Regions from separate parts of the Mus musculus genome. Here all the other regions are linked to region 3. The links are chromatin contacts, called in public promoter capture Hi-C and targeted proximity ligation maps. All regions are on one chromosome and are shown on one strand. The core of a region is the stretch at or near the end of the contact, and the rest is flanking DNA. Distances in the headings are between cores, read along the strand shown. Region 1 has its middle 21 kb from the start of Scgb1a1. Region 2 has its middle 6.3 kb from the start of Gm41805. Region 3 holds the start of Polr2g (polymerase (RNA) II (DNA directed) polypeptide G).

Region 1 (3,062 bases), core at 376-2,875, 270 kb before region 3:
TCTGATTGTCCCTGTGGATCCTTCAAAGCATGGAGATCTACTATCCTACCTTGGTTCAAAACTTTTACCCTCAGGCTGAGGAGATAGCTTAGTGGAGGTAAAGTGCTTGCCATGCAAATGAGAATAGCTAAATTCAGTCCCCAGGACCCGTGCAATCCCAGCACCAGCAAGGCAGAAACATGCAGGTCACTAGGGCTCAGCAGCCAGCCATGTAAATGGGGTTGTGGAACCTGCTTGGGTGGTAAGTAGTGATCTAGCAGGGAAGACTTAACTGGGATTTAAAGATTGGAAAGACGTGGGCCAAGCAAAGCCAAGAAAGAGCATCCTGACAGACAGTGAGAACCCTGGTAGAGCATGGGAGGAAAGACTAGCTACATCTAGGGGAGTACAAGGGTGCCAAGATAAAGAAAATGACTTACATAGGGGCTATTGAGGAAGCTGAGATCTGAGATAGAACTTTAGACAGCACAGAAAGTGAGTAGTCATGCCGAAAGTGCCAGGCAGCTGGAAGTCAAGGTGGAGAGGCAGATTTGTAGCCCTGGAGACCCCTGTGGTTGAAATGCAGAACCTGCATGAGAGGCAGAGAAACTGTGAAGAGAAGCGGAGGTGGCTGCACAGAAGCCCCATGTGGGGATTTCCAAAGTAGTAATGGTGTTGCCCTCAGGGGGCAGGAGGAGCGGGTGGGGAGATGAGGAGCACGGAGGAGCGGGTGGGGAGGTGGGAGCACCCACAGTTCATCACGGTTTTGTTTCTGCCTGGACCACAGTGGCGCTCACAGGAGGAGAAGCAGCTTCCAGAGAGGGGAAGGGAATCATTCTGGATTCCGGTTTTGACTTCTATTGTATAAATGCTGAATTTGCCTGCCAAGAAAAGAGGGTAGCAGCACACACCTGTAACTCCAGCACTCAGGAGACTAAGGCAAAAGGACTGCTGAGAGACCCAGGCCCACCTGAGCTACAAGCTGAGATTTGTTTCCAAACAAAACAAAATTCAGGCAAAAAAAACTCAGACATATAAGACCAAAACAAAAAAAAAAAATTTTTTAAGAATTTTAATTTAAAAACAGGGAAGCTAATTAACTAGAAATGACCAGCCTAGAAGTGAGATTAGACATCACACAGGTGGATATGTTCCTCTGAACAAAGGCAGAAAAGAAAACAAAGGGATGTGTTTGAGTTTTTAGGGGAGAGAAAGCTTTTTCTTCACTTCTCCTTGTGGTGTTAAATTGTCACAGCCTATCAACTCTAAATCCAAAACATTCCTAAAATCTATCTCTCTCTACTTCCATCTGTAACCCTCCCAGTGCTCATGAGTTCTCCACTAATGAATTTGAGTCAGTTGCTGCCTCTGCTCCCTTCAGCTCATCTTCCACTATGGCGTTTGTGAGATGAACACATACCCACATACCCAAATACACACACACATACCCACATACCCAAACACATACATACACGCATACACACTAAGCTGCAGCAGAAACACAGAGCGGAAAGAAAGGGATGAACTCAGAGAAACCACTGTGGAACAACACAGATTTTCCCAGGCCTGAGCTAGAGAAGCACCAGCTGCTGGGAGAGCCAGGTGTCTAGACTGGTTACCAAGGCAACCAAAGAGTGCACTAGCAGATGCAGAGAGCACACCCTCTTCTTCACCCTACAGTGACAGGAACGGCTTTATGAGCCCAGTTTACTGGTTCCAACCCATGCGATTTTACTGGTACCACCCAGCACCTGGCATACCAGGGGACACTCTAAAGTGGGAAACAGCCACAAAAGTCACAATGACTAACCCTTACTGCGTTGTTATAGTGTTCCAGGCACTGTGCCAAGTGTTTTACATGAATAAAATATCTATGAAGTTAAGATCAGACATGAAGACACCAAGGTTTAGGGAGATTGAGGAACGGTTAACAGCATTAACTTCCTGTTTGGACAGCTGGCTTGTCTCCGCCCTTCTGCTGAGTGAATGGGCTCTGTGGACTCTCCTAGCTCAGCTCTAAGGTAGGATTAAATAAGATGAGTCATGTTGAAGCATTTTAGCTAATGCCTAGCACAAAAATCATGGTTTCTATTGATCACTATAATTGCTGTTATGATTGATGGTTAGGATGTCGATCAAAACAAAAGCAAACTCATGTCTCTTTCTTACATGAAAACCACCAGTGGCTTCCTGCTCCTCACAGGAAGGTCTCACTATACCCTGCCTGCTGTAAAACACTCCAGCTGTGCTATGCCACACAGAACTTGCTAGACATGCTCTGCATGCTACTGCTGCCTCCCTGCCTAGAACATCCTCACTTTCCCAAAAGGAAGAAAGGTAGGCTGTCCAGCCTAGGGGCTGAGAAGATAAAGTGACTGCCATACAAGTATAAAGAACAGCCAGGCGTGGTGGCGCATGCCTTTAATCCCAGCATTTGGGAGGCAGAGGCAGGTGGATTTCGGATTTCTGAGTTCGAGGCCAGCCTGGTCTACAAAGTGAGTTCCAGGACAGCCAGGGCTATACAGAGAAACCCTGTCTCGAAACAAAACAAAACAAAACAAACAAACAAACAAACAAGTATAAGAAGCTAAGTCTAAAACCCCAGCACTCACATAAAAGCTGGTGGCATTGCTCATAACCCCAGCCCTTTGGTCTTACTGGCAGGCTTTACTGACCACCCCGCTCCAGAGTCTACAGAGTGAGTCCCAGGACAGCCAGAGCTACACAAAGAAACCCTGCCTCAAGAAACCAAACCAAACCAAACAAAAGTCATTGTGGATGATCAAGGAAGACACCAGACATTGACCTCTGGCCTCCTCATGAATATGGACACACACATAAATTCACAGTAAAGGCTGGGGAAGAAACTCCAAGAAAAGCAAATGTCTTAGAACCACTTTTTAGTGGAGTTTTAGTTGTATCAAGGACAGGTCTGGGTCTCATCTCTTTTCTACCAAAACTTCAGGTCAATCCTTGGAACAAGAATGCAGTTTAAAGGAAGCTAAGAGCATAAGGTATTTATGGCATAAGCCTAAGGCAAGATATGGGGTCAGAGGGAGGCTGTTCTAGCCTCGTTCCCTCCC
Region 2 (3,145 bases), core at 70-2,569, 310 kb before region 3:
AAGCACAGGCCCCACCCAGAGTTTGGCTAGGGTGAGAAGAGCAGGTGAGACTAGGTTCACCCTGTGCTGCTCACAGGAAAGGGCTTGCCCACCCCCTTCCTGCCCAGGTCACTTCCCCTCCTACAAAGGGTCTGTTTGTTGTTCTTCCTAACTCCTCTTACCTCCAACCTTTCCCAGGGCCCCCCTCTTCCCAACACAATAGCCAGGCCACCCCAGTGTATCAAAGTCAAAGGGCATTTTCAGAAGTGTTTACAAACCAGTGCAGCTGTACACCTCTCACTGCAAACCCAAGAGTATTTACCTTGGGCTAAGGATCTGTGGTTCTGCTGACCTTCCAGTACAGCCTAGCACTCCCTGCCCCATGCAGATCCCCAGGGACTGGAACTTCTGAACCCCCGGCCTTCCAGTCAGAAACCAAGTATTTAATCTTAAAAGCAAGAAAGAAGAGGGCCAAGTTTTCCTTCCTCCGGGCTTGTCCAGGCCCCTCCTCTGCACCCACTGAGTGAGGTGTGGGCCCCACATACCTTTGGGCTGACTTCATCCTGATCCAGCCTGTCTGTCCTGAGCCTCCCCAGTCCTGGCCATTTCATCTTTATCTCTAACATAGATCATGCAGATATCACACCACAGATGCCTCATGACTAAAACGTGTGCTACTTTCCCAAGCCCTTTCCCACCCTGTCCCTGTGGTAGTACAAATTCCAACATATTTGCTGTCTGCTCTCAACATATTTGTTGTTCTACCCAGAAAGGGTCGGGACCTTGGGTGGGGCACTGTCACTTGGGTAAAGCCACCTCTTCCTGCCCCCATCTCTGCCTCCAGGTTCCCAACAGAGTTGGAACTTGAAAATGTGCTGCAGAAACTGGCTGCTTGGCCTGTGGGGGCAGTTCCTCTGCTTTCAAACTTGCAGAGGAATAGACCCATGTCCTGACCAACTTTTCAGTGGACCCCTGGCAAGGGCTTCACTGTGTTTGACAAAAGTGATGTCAGCCCTGGTTCCTATCTATAACCACCATGGCTATTGCTCTACCACCTCCCCACATGGCCAGCCCCAGCCCCAGCCCCAGCCTCCACAGGGACGTCCATGCCAGGGAAGGGGCCAGTGCAAAACAACCCAGCCGCTCTAACACTCAGCAGACATCCTGCGCCTCACCAGGGCAATTCTCAGAACACTGTGCAGTCAGCCTCAGGAGAGCTGCCTAGCTCAGAGGCCTGGCACACACGGGACCAGACCTTCAGACCCTTTAGTGCTGTTAGGGCTCTGAGGCTGCACCACACACAAGCCAGCTTCTGAGTCCACCTCTGTTTCAAGGCTTCCTGGGAGTCACATGGGAGGCAGCTGTGTCCAAGCCTCAGAGAAGCAGCCTGAGGAATGAGGAAACCCCACCTTCTTTCTTGGAATCTGTGCTTCTCAGCCGGTCTGTCACTAGACCTCCCAGGATCCTCACTCTGAAAGACCGAAGACTGGTAGTACCCTCTCCAGTGCTGTAATGGCCAATTACTTACTGCATGGGAAATCCCTAGATACCACGCAGCATGTGTTAGTCATTATTATATATTATCATCCCAAACCACACCAACCAGACCACCCTTTGTTTTCCAATCCCCTTCCATGCTTCAAGGTTATCAGCCTGCATCTTTACCATGGGCCGCTGGCTGTGTAGTGTGGTCCAGAACTCAGAAGGCTGAGGCAGGGAGGCTCAGGCCATCCTCAAGTACAGAGTAAGAATCGCGTCTATATAGACAAACAAATAACTAAATAAGCCACTGCTCTGTGGCCTCAGAAGTTAACATGGACTATTTTGACCCTTCCCTTAAGCTGGCAGGGACTCTGCTGTTCCCTGCATGGGTGTCCACACAAAGGAGAATATCGGATTCATATTCTATGGTTTAGGGAACATTTTCACTTCTGGTTCTACAATATGGAGTAGACAGGGCATTAACCATCACTCTTTAGTTCTAAATGAGCCCTACCAGGCAGAGCACAGTTGAAGTCAGGGATAGAGACCTAGCATCTAACACACAGGATAACTGCACAGTGGAGACTTGCACCCCAGCTCTGCCTGATTCTAATCCCCATTTGTTTAAATTTTTTCCCCTCAGCAACAAGCTTGGTCACAATCACTTAAGTGTATCCTCCTTCAAAAAAGAAGTTCAGATGTCAGAAGAATTAGAGACAGTCACACAATGAAAAGCAGATGTCCTGCCCCTTGTCCCTGGAGCAGCTCCCAGGAAAGGGAGGAAAACTGGCTGATGGGTGGCCCCTGCAGCCACCCCACCCATGAGCTCAGCTCCTGGCACGTAGTTCTTCTTCATGAAGAAGTGGGCCTCCTGGGCCCAGAAGAGACAGACACACGAAGAGCTGGGGCCAGACCACAAGGCTGCTCACTCTGGGGGTCAGAATAAGGAGTGTCCAAGGCCGGCCAGCCATATTTTCACTAACTCTATCCTTAACTACCCTGGAAGGCAGATGCTATGCCTGTTTTTCACATGAGAAGTCTTTCTTTGGTTCTTTTCTGAGGTAGGGCCTCACTGGGTAGCCCTGGCTTACATGGAACTCACTATTATGTAGACCAGGGTGGCCTCCAATTCACAATGGTCTCTCTGCCCCGTCCCTGCCCCTGCCTCGGCTGCTACCTCCCAAGGGCTAGGATTACAGGTACACACCACCACACCCAGCTATGTGGCTTTCCAAACTAACAATCAGGAATACAAGAATATGAACATGGCCTGTCGGACTCCACAGTCGGGCCAACCTACAAATGTGATCTCCACTTTGTGACTTTTACCTCTGGTACTCTGGTCAAACCAGAATGAAGCTGTTTTCAGAGCAGAAGCTACACATTCCTTGCTGTAGCTGAGTGTCCAACTCACAGGGGCAGGATTCCCTTACTCATCCGGGTCTTTAGGGACCCAACCACTATAAAGGCTCTAAGATAGAATTACCAGAAAGGCCAGGGCCTTGGGGAGGAAGACAGAGCAAGCAAGGCTCATTAGGATGGTAGTTGGGTAGCAAGAAGGTAAAGGCAAAATAGGGAGCAGGCACAAGACATGACTGAGGGCCCTGTTTCAGGGCCCCAGGTAAGCAAGACCCCTCTGGAGGGCTGTTTCTGTAACTGACATGACCACCTCCATGACAGGGAA
Region 3 (3,105 bases), core at 535-3,034:
CTCTCCAAACATCACATGTTCTCCATGAGTCTTGACGCAGCACATGCGTCTGTCTTACCTGACATCACTCTGCCAATCAGCCCAAGTCCGAAGAAGCAGCAAGAAACTGCAGCACACCACCAAAAGTTTTTTGGTGCATTTCTCCCTATGGAGTCCTGACAAATTCAACTCAACTGTGCAATGGAAGGCAGGCCAATACATGCCAGTTTTTAGCAAAGAATCCTTTATCACGTGTCCTTTCATGTGCTTGCTTTAGCAGTACATCTCTCTCCTGTGTCTGCTTCAACTAAATGTTCCTTCATGAGTCTGCCTTACTCTTTCACCTGTGTCCACTTCAGGAAAACACTCCTTCACGTGTTAGCTCCAGCAAAATACCTTCCAACACAACTGACAAACCTTAAGCTTCCACTTTACCCAGGACTTCAAAAGAAAAGGCAAGAGAATTGTTAAAAGTTCAAGGCAAGCTTCCTCTACAAAACAAATTCCAGGCCGTCCATGGCTACATAATAAAACCCTGTCCCTCAAATAGAAAAGAAAGTAAGCCTAGTGCATGCCTGCAGACATAATCTTTTTGTTTGTTTGCTGTCTTTTTGGGGTTTTTTTGTTTTGTTTTGTTTTTTAAGACAGCCTTGTTTATGTGCCCCTGGCTGTCCTGGAACTCACTCTGTAGACCAGGCTGGCCTCAAACTCAGAAATTCACTTGTCTCTGCCTTCCAAGTGCTGGGATTAAAGGCGTGCGCCATCATGCCCAGCTAAGTGATTTCTTTTTAATTATGTGTACTTAATAATGTATGCTACCTATGTGTGAGTATGAGCCTATGAGTACTGGTACCTTCTGAGGCTACGAGAAGATTTCAGGTCCCCTTAGAGCTGGAGTTGTGAAATGCTAGTGTTAGTAACTGAACTCAGGTCCTCTTTGAGAGCTTTATTTTTATTTACATGTAAAAAAAAAAAAAACCGTTATTCTTATTTTATATGTGTGAGTGTTCTGGCTACAGCTATGTCTGTTCACCACAAGGGTGCTGTGTTCATGGAGGCCAGAGGGCACTGGATCCCCTGGGATTGAAGTATAGATAGAGAGTTGAGTCAGCATGCTTGTGCTGGGAATCAAACCTGGATCCTTTGGAAGAACAATCATATCCCCAGCTGCCTAGCCTTTCTTTTTATTTTACAAGCATGGGTGTTCTGCCTGTATGTGTGTTTGGGTACCACTCACATGCAGTGCTGAAGGAAGCCAGAAGAGGATGTCAGCTCTCCCTGAGCTGGAGTTACAAAGAAGAGTGTGAGCTACCCTGTGGGTGCTGGGAATTAAATCCTGGACCTCTGCAAGAGGAGCAAGTGCTCTTAAGGACTGAGCTATTTCTTCAGCCCCCAAATTAAATAATAATAATTTTTTGGTTTTTTTTAAATATGTGTAAATGTTTTACAGGGTTGTATACACAGCCCAGGTTACCCTGGAACTCACTTTGTAGCTGTGGCTTAGCCTTAAGTTTAGAGATCTGTTTGCCACGGCTGGGTTTAAGGGCATGTGGTAAAAGTCAGACCTAAAATAACTCACATTTTTTGGTTGGTTTTGGTTTTGGTTTTGGTTTTGGTTTTGGTTTTGGTTTTAGTTTTGGCTTTGGTTCTTCGAGGCCGGGTTTTTCTCTGTAATCCCGGCTGTCCTAGAATTTGCTTTAAGTAGGAGGGGAGTATGAACGGTGGTGGGCAGGCCTGAGGGGCGGGGCTTCATGTATCCCCGCCCATGACGTTAAGACTCAATCAGCGCTGCGGAAGCGACCGCAGAGAAGTGGTGGGACTTCTGCAAGTGCTTCCGGAGAGGTCTCTGCGTGGGAAGTTCTGGGCGCTGCGGGCCAAGCTTCTGCAGAAGATGTTTTATCACGTGAGCTGGATGCGGGGTAACTGTGAGGGGCAGTCACAGGAGGATCCTGGAGGCCCGGAAGGGCCGACAGGTCGCCTCCTGTCCTCAATGTGGCTGGCTGAGTCTCCATCTTCCTTTCTCTGCAGATTTCCCTGGAGCACGAGATCCTCCTGCACCCACGATACTTCGGTCCAAACTTGCTCAACACGGTGAAGCAGAAGCTGTTTACCGAGGTGGAGGGGACCTGCACTGGGAAGTGAGTTTCTGCTTCACAGAGAGGTCTGCTGAATGCACGCACAATGGCGCTAGTCTCTAACCTCTTCTTAACTCCTTCTGTCAGGGCTTGTCGCTTACTCTGAGGAACCCTTTCACCCCTCCAGGCACCTGAAGCAGCCAGTTTTTGCCTGTTTTAGACACTCTGAAAAGCTACTAAAGAAAATTTTCTTCCCTTATGTGAGATAAGACCGTTATTATGCAAATGTTTTTGAGTTTTGAGATGGCCTCACTATGTGGACCAAGCTGGGCTCTAATTCAGAGATCTGCCTGCCACTGAGTGCTGACATTAAAGGCTTTCATCACAATTCTCTGACTCGTTTGTGGTTTTTGAAAGACCTGTCTCAGCTTTGACCCTGGCAAGTCCTCCTGCCTTAGCCTACATGGTACTGAGAGAATAGGTGTATGTCAGCATATCTAGGCCTTCTTGGGCATTTACTGTACCATCATGAGAGCATCATTTAATATTTCATGTGCTAAGCTGGTCGGGGGTGGCGCATGCCTTTAATTCCAGCACTTGGGAGGCAGAGGCAGGTGGATTTCTGAGTTCAAGGCCAGCCTGGTCTAAAGAGTGAGTTCCAGGACAGCCAGCGCTACACAGAGAAACTCTGTCTCGAAAAAACATATATATGTGTGTGTGTGTGTGTGTGTGTGTGTATATATATATATATATATTTAGGTGCTAATCTGTGTCCTGTCTCTTCTTGATCAATGAACCATCTGAACAGAGGTTCTTTCACACAGAGACTCTTATTGCTGGTGGCTTTTCAGAGGCTCTTCACATAGCTGTCTTCTTTCATTTTTCATGCAGATATGGCTTTGTAATTGCTGTCACCACCATCGACAATATTGGTGCTGGTGTGATCCAGCCAGGCCGAGGTTTTGTTCTTTATCCAGTGAAATACAAAGCTATTGTTTTCCGGCCCTTTAAAGGTGAAGTGGTGGATGCTGTGGTCACTCAGGTCAACAAG

What was found. Promoter capture Hi-C pulls out the DNA fragments that hold promoters and counts their contacts.
Region 1: a targeted proximity ligation map of pancreatic cancer cells shows a contact between it and region 3. A contact is called at or near these places in 1 of 484 Hi-C or Micro-C datasets (B cells), 5 of 130 datasets of targeted methods (the NIH/3T3 cell line, effector CD8 T cells, embryonic stem cells and 2 more) and 2 of 9 other capture datasets (adipose tissue and liver).
Region 2: a promoter capture Hi-C map of 3T3-L1-derived adipocytes shows a contact between it and region 3, with 3 times the contacts expected there. A contact is called at or near these places in 8 of 39 promoter capture datasets (3T3-L1-derived adipocytes, the C10 cell line, the HPC-7 cell line and 5 more), 11 of 130 datasets of targeted methods (T-cell acute lymphoblastic leukemia, astrocytes, bone marrow-derived macrophages and 7 more) and 4 of 9 other capture datasets (adipose tissue, embryonic stem cells, liver and 1 more).

What each region holds. Positions count from the first base shown.
Region 1 is chr19:9,064,959-9,068,020 of GRCm38.p6, reverse strand. It overlaps a transcript of Ahnak not described here. Among named protein-coding and RNA genes, the nearest start is that of Scgb1a1, 21 kb to the left of the region's middle.
Region 2 is chr19:9,104,450-9,107,594 of GRCm38.p6, reverse strand. No RefSeq gene overlaps it. Among named protein-coding and RNA genes, the nearest start is that of Gm41805, 6.3 kb to the right of the region's middle.
Region 3 is chr19:8,797,236-8,800,340 of GRCm38.p6, reverse strand. Polr2g (polymerase (RNA) II (DNA directed) polypeptide G) reads left to right here and starts at 1,784. Exons shown (of 8, transcript NM_026329.2): 1 at 1,784-1,882; 2 at 2,008-2,117; 3 at 2,946-3,105. The coding sequence starts at 1,871.